2 separate regions of the Mus musculus genome follow, and region 2 is linked to region 1. A link is a contact called in public Hi-C data. All regions are on one chromosome and are shown on one strand. The core of a region is the stretch at or near the end of the contact, and the rest is flanking DNA. Distances in the headings are between cores, read along the strand shown.

Region 1 (5,279 bases), core at 1,009-3,508:
ATTGGGCCATGGGATTTGGGCCTCCTCCCATTTGGGGTTGGTCCACAGCTTTTACAATTGCAGGGTAATGTTTGAAAACACAGAAATAAAAACTTCCTTAAGAAGTGTCAACTAGCCAGAGATGACAGAATTCTGCTCTAGCTGAGTCTGACAGCACACCCCTGCCATGCTAGCACTAGAGAAGCTAAGGCAGGGGGGTCCCAATCAAAGACCAGACTAGACCATATAGGAAGAAAGAACCTGCCTTAAAAAGAATTCCACCTCAGAAAACACATGTGCAGTTTTAACCTGTGAACACGCAATCCGTGTTGACGGGCAAAGCATGAGCAGGCCTAGGCTTAAGTTCACATACAGATCGGTAAACAAAGTCATCCCTTAAGTTGTTTACAGCTTACTTGAAAATAAACTCTTAAGCAAAAATGAAAAATGCCAACACTTCCAAAAGAAACTAACAGTAACAAATTGACTCTCCATTTGGTTCTGAAATAAAAATATCAAGCACCTTCACCTTCCTGGATGTCACCAGCAGCCTCTGCATCCCCTGCAGAACCTCAGAAGTGCCCACCATCAGCTCAGCCTGCTGCACTTCCATCACCCAATACCTGGCAGGACATTAACATCTGGGCACCAGACCTGTGCAGTCTGGGTCTCGCCTCTAGAAAGCCTAACTTAATTAGTCTGGAAGGTGGCCTGGGCCTAATAGTTCTGTAAGCTTCCCCTGGGGACTGAAATGTGCAGCCAGAGCTAAGCAGCATGGTTAGCACTTTAACCCAGAGAATTCTTTATTAGAACGTTAGTTATGTCTGAGCAACACCAAGCCAGATGAACTCCAAAAAGTGACTGTAGCCTTGAGGTGTAGGAATAAATTACTTCCATGGTCCCAGCTCTGGCTAAGGATACCTGCAGGGGCCTCTGGGTGGCACTTATCAGCATTAACTCTTGCAAAAAAATCTATAAGAGTAAGACTGTTTCACCCTGGCTTTCCAAAGGAGAAGCATTAGGCACTAAGTGGCCATCTGCCATCCCACATCCACTGGGAACAGAGGCTCCTATGTAAATAAGTATTTCCTTAAATGGTGCCTGAGGCACCTCCCTCTACCCCAGCCTCAGACAGAGCTGACAATGGTAGCACACTCTTGTAATCCTAATATTTTCAAGGCTGAGGCAATGGGACTCTGAGTTCAAGGCCAGCCTAGGTTATACACTAAGTTCAAGAACATCAAGAACAACCTGGGCTATCTACCAAGCTTCTGCCAAAACAAAAACAAAAACCAAACAAACCCAAAGACTAAAGTAAACTGACGCAAAACTAATCCCACCCCTGCCCCACATCATGCCACACTTACACCTGAGCATGGCTGGCGCACAGAATCACTCAGCCAAATGTTTAACATCTGTGTCTATACACCCCATCCCACCCCACCCACCCCTCTTCAATTTAAACACATAGGCTCACGCAGCCATGCTCTGTTCATTTCTAACTGATAAAGCTTACCACAAAACAGCTGCTCTTTGAAGAGTTAACAAATGAACAAGGTAAACTACAGAGCCTGGAAGAACTCCGGCAGCACCAGACTACAGGTGAGCAGTTTCCACTGAGACAGATCTTTGCCTATCCTGATGCTTGGGCCTAACACACAAGTCCCGACTTATACATGGATTCCCCTGCTCTCAGCTGCAAGTTAGGGACCTGGGGCTGCTGCTGAGCATGGAGCAAAGGTGGGACTCTCAGCTCATCACACCAGACAAGTGACTCGTCCAGTAGCCTGAATGAGGGAGGCAGAGGGAAGGGTGACTGGACACAGTAGGTGCTCAGAAGATCACGTGGGGAATCAGGTCAAGAGGATGACTAAACATACATTCTGCAGTGTTTCTGCCAATGGTCCTGAGAAAAAGGACAAGGGAAAAGGCTGAGGCAGGGATTCTCTTGGTGGCAATGCTGCCCCCTTCAGGTGTGGGATAAGTAGGCATGCCTGGCGGCATAGTCAGGCCAAAATGTAGAGTAGGCTGAAGACACCATTCCTTCTGAGAGGCTGGGGCAGTACACAGTGCTGGCTCGGCCTCCTAGGGCCATCTGTAGGAGACTGGTGTAGAATCTGAACCTGGAGCCGCCTCTCACAGATGCTGACAGCCCTTCTCCTCTGGGGTCTGCTGCACTCTGCATTTTCATTCCGTATTTGCTATAAACAGCCACTCTGGTCCTCCCTCTCTATGTGCAAGCTGTGGACCAGGAAGTGCTTTATAAGCTGTGGGTTGGGCCTTATTCGCCAGATACTGAGGCCTAGTGAGGAAGTCTGAGTCTTTGCTCTAGTTTAGAGACCTGTCTTGCTCACTTCCGTACTGGAGTGACTCAGCACTTTCTGCTTAAGCCTGCCTTTGCCTAGCTACCACTGATGTAGAATAACTTTATTGGCTCTGTCAGTCACCCTATACCCTACGGCATCCTTCCCCGCCCTCTACATCATCTCACCTCACCAAAAATCCCCACCTCTTTCTTCAACCCTATATAAAGGAAAGACTGCTACAATAAAACAAGTTCCTGCTCTGACAGACTCCCGGCCTGGGTGTGTTTGTTTTGGGCTGCAACAGTCACCATCCCACTCAGCCCTGGAGAGACTAGGCTGGCCCTGCCAGCAGAGAGCTGGCATCTGTGGTTCACTCTGTCCCAGAACTATCCTAACCAATGTAGAACAGAGTCTGCTTCTATTATGAATGGCTTCTTGTTCATTTCTCTTTCACATAAACTATAAGCTAGCTTCCTAAATCACTTGTGTTATATGTATGTTATATTAGTTATGGACATTAGGAGTGTCACCAAGAATGTTTACAAAAAAGGAACAGCAAATCTGCTAGCATGAAGTCCAAAGACGGCAAAATAGATGACTAACAAGGTCACTAGAGGTCACAGTTTGTGAGACATAAACCACAGAAAGCAGCCAGAGGAGGTAGCATAGTGTACTCACTCCTGTCAGATTCCACTGAGGGCTGTCGGCCCAACGCCACTAATACATTAATTTGGAACATCTAAAGCACCTAAATGGGATGGGGAGGAATCACCATGGGAAGTCTACAGTCACTGCTGCCCATCTAGGGAAGTCCTCTCCAGCCCCACACTCACTCCTGCAGTTCAGAAAGGAAAGGATGCCACCTCCTGGATACAGGGAGCGTTGATCTGGGCCTGAGAGCAAGAGATGCCTGCTGCTGGGGAGACGAGGTGAAGTGGCTGGGCACAGCACAGCCATGGTCTGTTACAGATCCTCTAGTCACCATGAGAGAAGATCAAACCTGATAATGAAGCCAACTGCAAGAAAAAGGATAGAGAGATGTGGAGAAACAGGTCTCCTTCACAGCAGGAGTTCCCTAGCCACTCCACTGCCCTTCTTCAGAGGCCTCTAAGTGGGCTTCTGTCATCCATGAATGCTCTCACTAGCTAAAGCTAAAGTAGAAGGGATTTCCAGAAAGCTTCACTTCCCAAATGGTGAGCAAAATAGTCTTGGAACAGGTAACAAGCAAGTCCAAGAGCTCCCTAGAACTGAGCTATAACTAAGAAGAGCCCAGTGGGCATTCCTTGGAGATAACTTGGGTCAGGTCACACCACCACTAGCCCCACAACACTTCCCTCCCTCACCAGACCAACTTCACTGAGACCTATTTGAGCCAGGCATTACGTCAGCGGTAAGAAAAACCAGGTGAGCACAAGAGCATGCCCCTCCTGAGGAAGCCTCTGGCCTAAATTTGAGCCTTTGGTGGCAGTACGCTATTGTCACTGCTAGTAGTAACTGTTGTGCAATGCTGGTGCCTGAGCATGAGCACCACGGAGAGCCCTTACCTGGGTAGGTCAGGAGATGCTGGACACAACCTTCTGCTGATGAATGTTCTTAAAGTGACAAGAAACAGAAACCCAACTCCAGTTCATCTCAAGAGCAGTGGGGATTCATCAGCCCACACTGTGAGAAGGTCCAGAGAGGCCTTCAAGAGTAGGTTGGAGCCGGGCGGTGGTGGCGCACACCTTTAATCCCAGCACTTGGGAGGCAGAGGCAGGTGGATTTCTGAGTTCAAGGCCAGCCTGGTCTACAGAGTGAGTTCCAGGACAGCTGGGGCTATACAGAGAAACCCTGTCTTGAAACAAACAAACAAACAAACAAAAAGAGTAGGTTGGCCCAGCATCCCAGTGAATCCTGAAACCCAGCTCTCTTGCCCACCGCTCCTCATTTGAGTGCCTGCATACCCTCACCCTATGCTGTCTTCCCTCATGAGAACACAATGGCCAAGGCAGCTCTAGGCTTCATACCCCAACAGAAAGTTACCCAGAAGAGAGAGCCATCCAACAGACAAGAGATGAGCTCCCACCAAAGTTCTGAAGACCCACCCCTGTCTCCATGGCAAAATTAGACCACATGTCATTTCTGAAACAGTCTAGGAACCCTGCAGCAATCTTGCTGGAAGGAGATGGAATTACCTTGACCAAATTAGATATGTTAGACCTGAGCTGGAACCCGGAAAATGTCAGTTTCTGCCACTCCTGTGTAACTTTAATGCTTTCAAATCCTTTTTAATGATGGTTCTTAAACACTTTAACCTCTCTTACAGCCCACCACTCACCAGAGGTAGTGGGAAAGAAAGGATATGAGGGGCGGGCTTATGGACCTGTTTAGAAAGGTTCTTTGGAGCAACTCCCATCTGTGTTATCTAGAAATAGCAGTTCAGTTCACAGGTCAGCAGCAGCAGCTTGCTCTACTCACAAACACTTCACAGACATACAGCAGTCCAGGTTGGTAGCGTCGAGATAACAAACACAAATCAGCAGCAGTGGCGCTACCTAGCAGAGACAGCCAGGCCTCAGCCTCTGCACAAGTCAGCAGGAGGCACCAGGGCCAACAGGAATGCCAGGAAAAGTTCTCAGCTGTGCCAATCTCAGTGAAATGAAGATCAGCAAAGCGAGACCACCAAGTGAGTCCTTTTTATACCCTCCAAACATCCCGTGTCCTCCCCGGGTCTTGCCTCAGCACATGCATCTGTCTCAAAAGTCACTGCCAATCAGTCTGCAGAAGCGGCAAAAAGCCGCAGCACACCACCAGAAGTTGCTTGGTGCATATCTCTCTATGGAGTCCTGACAAATGGAGTTCAACTATACAATGTAAGGCAGACCAATACATGCGTGTTGTTAGCAAAGAATCTTTCATCATGTGTCCTTTAACAGGATTACTTTAGCAGAACATCCTTTCTCCTGTGTCTGCTTCAGCATAACTTTCCTTCATGAGTCTGCCTTGGCCTTTCAC
Region 2 (5,279 bases), core at 1,238-3,737, 660 kb before region 1:
ACTCTTAGTTGCTCAGAGAGAACGTGGTAGATATCAGGGAACATGTATAGATCTGACCTAGGTTCTCTGTATTTATCTGATGGCAAGTAGCTTGGTGTTCTTGTGAGATTCCTAACAGTGGGAGCAAGGGGTGGGGGGCTGTCCCTGACTTGTTTGCCTGCTTGTGGGAACCTATCCCTTCTGCTGGGTTGCCACGTTCAGCCTTGATGTGATGGTATATGTTTCATTGTTGCTTGTTTTTGCCATGTTTGATTAATGTCCCCGGGAGCCCTGCTCATCTGAGGGGAGGAGGGGAGGGTCAGTGTGTGAATCTGGGGTTGAGGGAAGGAAGAGGAGAGAGACTGGTGAGGAGCAGCGTATGGCTGTGGTGTACAAATGAAGCAGGAAGGGCTGTGACGTAACTGGCATAACATGAATGAAAGTCTATATTCGACCCGAGCCTGGAAAGTTCTAGCATCACTACTATCACCACACACCACCTGCAAGCTGCTACCCCGTCTCCAGAAGCCATGATGGCAGTACTGCTCTGCATTAGCGGTGATCCGGCAAGCTTACCTGCAGCTGTTTGTGATGTGGGCCAGGCACAGGGGAGATGGTTCAAGTTACTGGTCCACCAAGAGACTGATAGACACTGGAGCCTGCAGAGAGAACTGACCTGGAGCTAGGAATAAGGGACTGTCAACTCCTATGTGCTTTGGAGAAGCAGGAATCTCTCTTCTGCATCCCAGCCCTGATGGACAGAGCCCTGAGCATCAGAGAGTCTGGCTACATTCAAAGTAGGGCTGCACCACCTACATGGCTGGGTATCCTCCAGAATCCACACTCCCCCTGAGCCTCCAAGACTTTGCCTGTGAGGGGAAGTTAAAAGCTATGCTGTTTCTGACATAAGAGGTGTAATGAAATAGCCTAGGTTTGCATGTTGCCGGAGGCCTGTTGGCATCTACAAAGGCTCCCAAAGTCCCTGTCAGCTAATTAGTATCCTTCACATTGGAAAGGCAAGGTACAGAATCAGAGGTGCACAAAGCTCAGTTGGTTGCACATCTGATCCTGAGTTATCTGTTAACTTGTAACTGAGGAGATGGCCTTGTGGGTAAAGTTTTTCCTACACAATCATGAGGACCAGAGCTCAGACCACCCAGAGCCCATGCCAAAAGCTTGGTGTGATCATGCCTGTAAACCCAGTGGCAGGTTAAGAGTGGAGACAGGGAGAACCAGGGCCTTGCTGGCCTGCCAGTCTAGCAGAGACCTAAACAGTGAGCTCCTGGTGAGAAATGAACATTTCAGATCATGAGAACTAAAGTAGAAAGACAGGCAGAAAGGCAATCAGCCTTTAGCTCTGACATCTGGACATATTCACTAAGACAAAGGGACATGCACATACACACACACACACACACACACACACACACACACACACACACACCATGATGGTGGTGGTGGTGGTGGTGGTGGTGGTGGTGGTGGTGGTGGTGGTGGTGGTGAGATAACATAAAACTTAGCCATCTTTAATATCTCTAATTGCTGTGATGTCAGTGAGCATACTCACACTGCTGTGTAACTGCCATCTACCCGTCTGCAGAAACATTTGCCATCTGTCTCTCACTCTCTGTGTGTCCTTGTCTCTTATTCTTCCCTTGCTACTTCTCCAATTCTTCTTCTTCTGTGATGCTTGGAGTCAAACCCAGAGTCTTGTGCATGCCAAGCAAGAGCCTTTCCACTGAGCCACACACCCCATCCCCTCCTTGTCATTCTCAAATAAAGAGTAAGCAGGGGTTTCACTTCCATTCCCAGGAACTTAAGAGCTCCGTGAAACGAATAGTGGTTGCTCCAGAAAGACAAGGATCAAGGTTAAGGGAGGACTGAGCTGAAGGGACACGGAACACTATCTGGCCCACCCCCTCTGGGGCCTCCACCAGAGCCCCAGGAATCAGCGAAGACTGATCAAGGTAGCACACACCTGTAATTTAGCAGAGAAGGCTAAATTAGGGGGATTTCCAATTCAAGGCCAGCCTGGGCTACCAAGCCCCCACAACAGGAAACCTTGTTTATTTACAAGTTCACTTATTCCCCTGAGCCTCCCTCTCCTCATCTGTAGACTAGGAAGAGAAACAACACCTGTGTCCAGTTTTGCTAACTGATAACAAAAAGTGGCAGCTCTTTGCTCTCTAGGTGTTAGCCAGTGTTAGCCATGAGGATTGCAGTACCCTGCATTCACTCCCCAGCCTCCTAGTGCAGTAGAAATCCATGCTCCTGGCCTCCTTAGGCAACTAAATCCATAGTAGGACAGGAAGCCTTCCCCAGCGGAGAAGCCCAGCCTACCAGGGCGAGTCCACTTCTCTGACATATTCCTGAGATTGCCCCTCCCCCAGAAGATACTGCAGACAAGAGAGAATCACCCCGAAAATCTGCCCATCAACCCAGAGTCAGGCCCCAATCTGACCAATCGCATGTGTTCCCACTGTGGTGGTTTCCTAGGTAACCAGCGCTTCTGTACCAACTCAGGGAGACTGGGTGCTGGGAGAGGAGAAGCTGGGAAGAAAGAAAGATCTGTGAGGAGACCTTCAGAGACAGGGACAAGGCAACAGGGACAGTCGTGGGGCAGGCGGGAGGACCAGAAGAAGGAAGGAGGGAGCCACCTCTGGCCATTTTTTATGCACATGCATGCACATGCAAGCACACACTTTTTTCTTTAAGGAAAAATGACTAAAACCATACTATAAAAAGGAAGATCCCAGATGGTAGGATTTCTCAGTGACACCCTCTCTCTTAGTTCATTCAAGCTGCTGTGCCAAAGTGCCATGTGCCAGGGGCTTGTAAGCCACAGAAACTTTCTTCTCACTGTTGTGGATGCTGGAAAGTTGAAGCCCAAAACACAGGCAGATTGTGTTCATCCAGGCCCCTTCCTTATAGACCCTGTCTCCTCACAGTAACTTCACATAACACAAAGGACCTCTCTTCTTAAAGGGAGCACCTGCTATCTCAACATTGTGGCTTTATCATTTGCCACAGACCCCACCTCCTGATGCCCTCATTATGGAGTAGGTTGCAAGAGAGAAAGGGTGGTGGAGCAGATCTTACAGACATTGCACCCTGCCTTGTAAGATCACACTTCAACAGTGAAATTCACATGCGTGTGCGTGTGTGTGTGTGTGTGTGTGTGTGTGTGTGTGTGTGTGTGCGCGCACACACACACACACACACACACAAGAGCCTTTTGCCACTGTGAGTCATTCTGGAAGCTAGGTTTCTCAATGGCCCAGTCACAATATTTGTTAGAACTTGGGCTATCTGCCAGAATTACTTGCATAACTTCCAGTGGGACACAGAGAGGATGAGGAAAGTCACCAAGCCCCAGTCCCCAGATGGGAATCAGCCTGCTCTGGCTGGCCAAAAGTTCATATGAGCCTTGTGCTTTAAGGAGACTATCACCACGACCCAGAGCAGCATGTAAGTAGGCTGACTGTCCTTATGTGAGTTCTCTCCTGGGAAACTTTCCTTAAAGATGGCAAGGCAATGGGAAAGAGATGGCCCCTCCACCAGCTCGGTTCTGGGAATCAGAACTCCAATCCTTCAGCTTGATTAGCCAGTGCTGTAACCAGTGAGCGAGACTCTCCCTTTCCCCACAAGCAGTATTTTCCCAAGCATCTCCGATGCAGAAGGCACAATGGTGCGTGGCATATTACACATGCAACATTGTATCTCTACAGAGAGTGTGGTCGGCCTGTTGCACAGATAGAGAAACCAAAGTGTAGGAAAGTGAAAGCAGCTTTCAATGGTAGGTACCACAGGCAGGGGAGCTGAGGCACAGGGAGGTAAAAGCATGAACACATGTGAGGCTCCCATGAGTTCAGTCTGGACTCAGGGTTCTAGCCCTCAGAGCTCCCGTGTTGAATCCTACAGCCACTGGATTCCTCCAGAATACTGGCCTTACCCCCAGCTAATCTGGAACGGCACTGTGTTGAAGAAGTTAAAAAGACGATATCAGTCTGCACAGGAAATGCCAGTGTCCATGGGTTTGAAGGGGTGATGTCTGCATGAGATATGAAGTTAGGGAGAGATCAGTAGAGGATAGCAGAGGGTGGAAGGTGAGAACAGGACTCCTGAGCCGAGTCAACGGCAAGAGGGTCTCCACCAAAATCTCGGTGGAGGCGGGCTATAGCAGGAGCAGTCCACAAAGTGAACATGGGGTCCTAGCCGTATGACAGATGTCAGGCTCTACCCTGAAGACTGGGCAAGCCACTCGGGGCACAAGCCACTCGGGGCATCTGCCTAGGAGAGCAACCATTTGATCAGACTTACCTCTCAGGACGATCACATTGGCCTCATGCCAGGGAACAGATTGAAGGAGGCAAGTTCATGTGGAGAGATGCTGATAGATTTGTGGCCCTTACCAGAACGGATGAAGAGAAGGCAAAAAGGAGGCGCTAACTACATATGTAACTCACCTAGAGAGCTGAGGAGCCATATTCAAACCTGAGGTCTGCCAGTACGGACCCATCGGCCTATTGATCTGGGCTCTCTGAGATCTTGTCCAGTAAGTCTGTAGATGTCAGTGCCCAGTGCTTGCACACTGGGGTTAGATCCCACAGCCAGTTCCCATGACTTTGTCCTGCTTGAACACTCATCCTAAGACCTACAACATTTACCACATGTGCTCAAGGCTCAGACCTGCTCAGAGACATATGGAAGTGGCAGTCATCAAGGTATGCTTCGGAGTGATGAAATGCACCACCAATGAAACAAAATAAGACGAAATTGAAAAATATCAAAGTTCTCTCTGGGTAGGACAGATGCAAAGACTCAGAGACAAAGGGCAGGCCTGCGCCCAACGTGGACAAGAGCTACAGGGAAACTCCTGCTCTCTCCCCAGGCAAGACCATTCCAAGCCACTCGTGGCCAAGGTCTTCCAGGTGCTGATGTGTCCTCCTGACTCCCTTCCCTCGTGCCATGACTGTGTCTCTGTCACAGTCTCCATGGCACAGGCACTCTTACTTAAATCTCATTACCCATTGTTGCAAGTGGTAACATGTAATTAATCAGTTACTGTGTGACGCTTGTCTCAACTAAAGCCTAGGGCAAATCAGTAATATTCATCTCTCCCTATTCCAAGAAATTCTTCTGAGTGTCCTGGTCTCGGGGACCATAAGGGCTGCAATTGCTTGTGACCTCAAACAATAAAACCTCCAGTACTCTTTACAGCAGACATTCTGCAGCCAGGCTCTCAGTATAGATGATCCAAGTTAGGACCCCTTTCTCAGGTGTGGTAACTGGGACACAGA

Evidence for each region. A called contact is a pair of places that touch in the nucleus more often than the background predicts.
Region 2: a Hi-C map of cerebral cortex shows a contact between it and region 1, with 1.7 times the contacts expected there. The contact joins two enhancer-like sites. A contact is called at or near these places in 2 of 484 Hi-C or Micro-C datasets (cerebral cortex and cortical neurons) and 2 of 115 datasets of contacts at active chromatin or transcription factors (embryonic basal ganglia and embryonic stem cells).

Annotation. Positions count from the first base shown.
Region 1 is chr16:11,453,555-11,458,833 of GRCm38.p6, reverse strand. All of the region lies in intron 13 of Snx29 (sorting nexin 29), which reads right to left. Among named protein-coding and RNA genes, the nearest start is that of Gm32100, 130 kb to the left of the region's middle. Within about 2 kb of position 2,258, at least 253 of the 459 cell types and tissues checked have an H3K27ac peak or open chromatin away from gene starts, as enhancers often do. A contact at or near this core is called in cerebral cortex, where this site is marked.
Region 2 is chr16:12,112,644-12,117,922 of GRCm38.p6, reverse strand. The region is part of intron 2 of Shisa9 (shisa family member 9); the gene reads right to left. Among named protein-coding and RNA genes, the nearest start is that of Shisa9, 130 kb to the right of the region's middle. Within about 2 kb of position 2,487, at least 24 of the 459 cell types and tissues checked have an H3K27ac peak or open chromatin away from gene starts, as enhancers often do. A contact at or near this core is called in cerebral cortex, where this site is marked.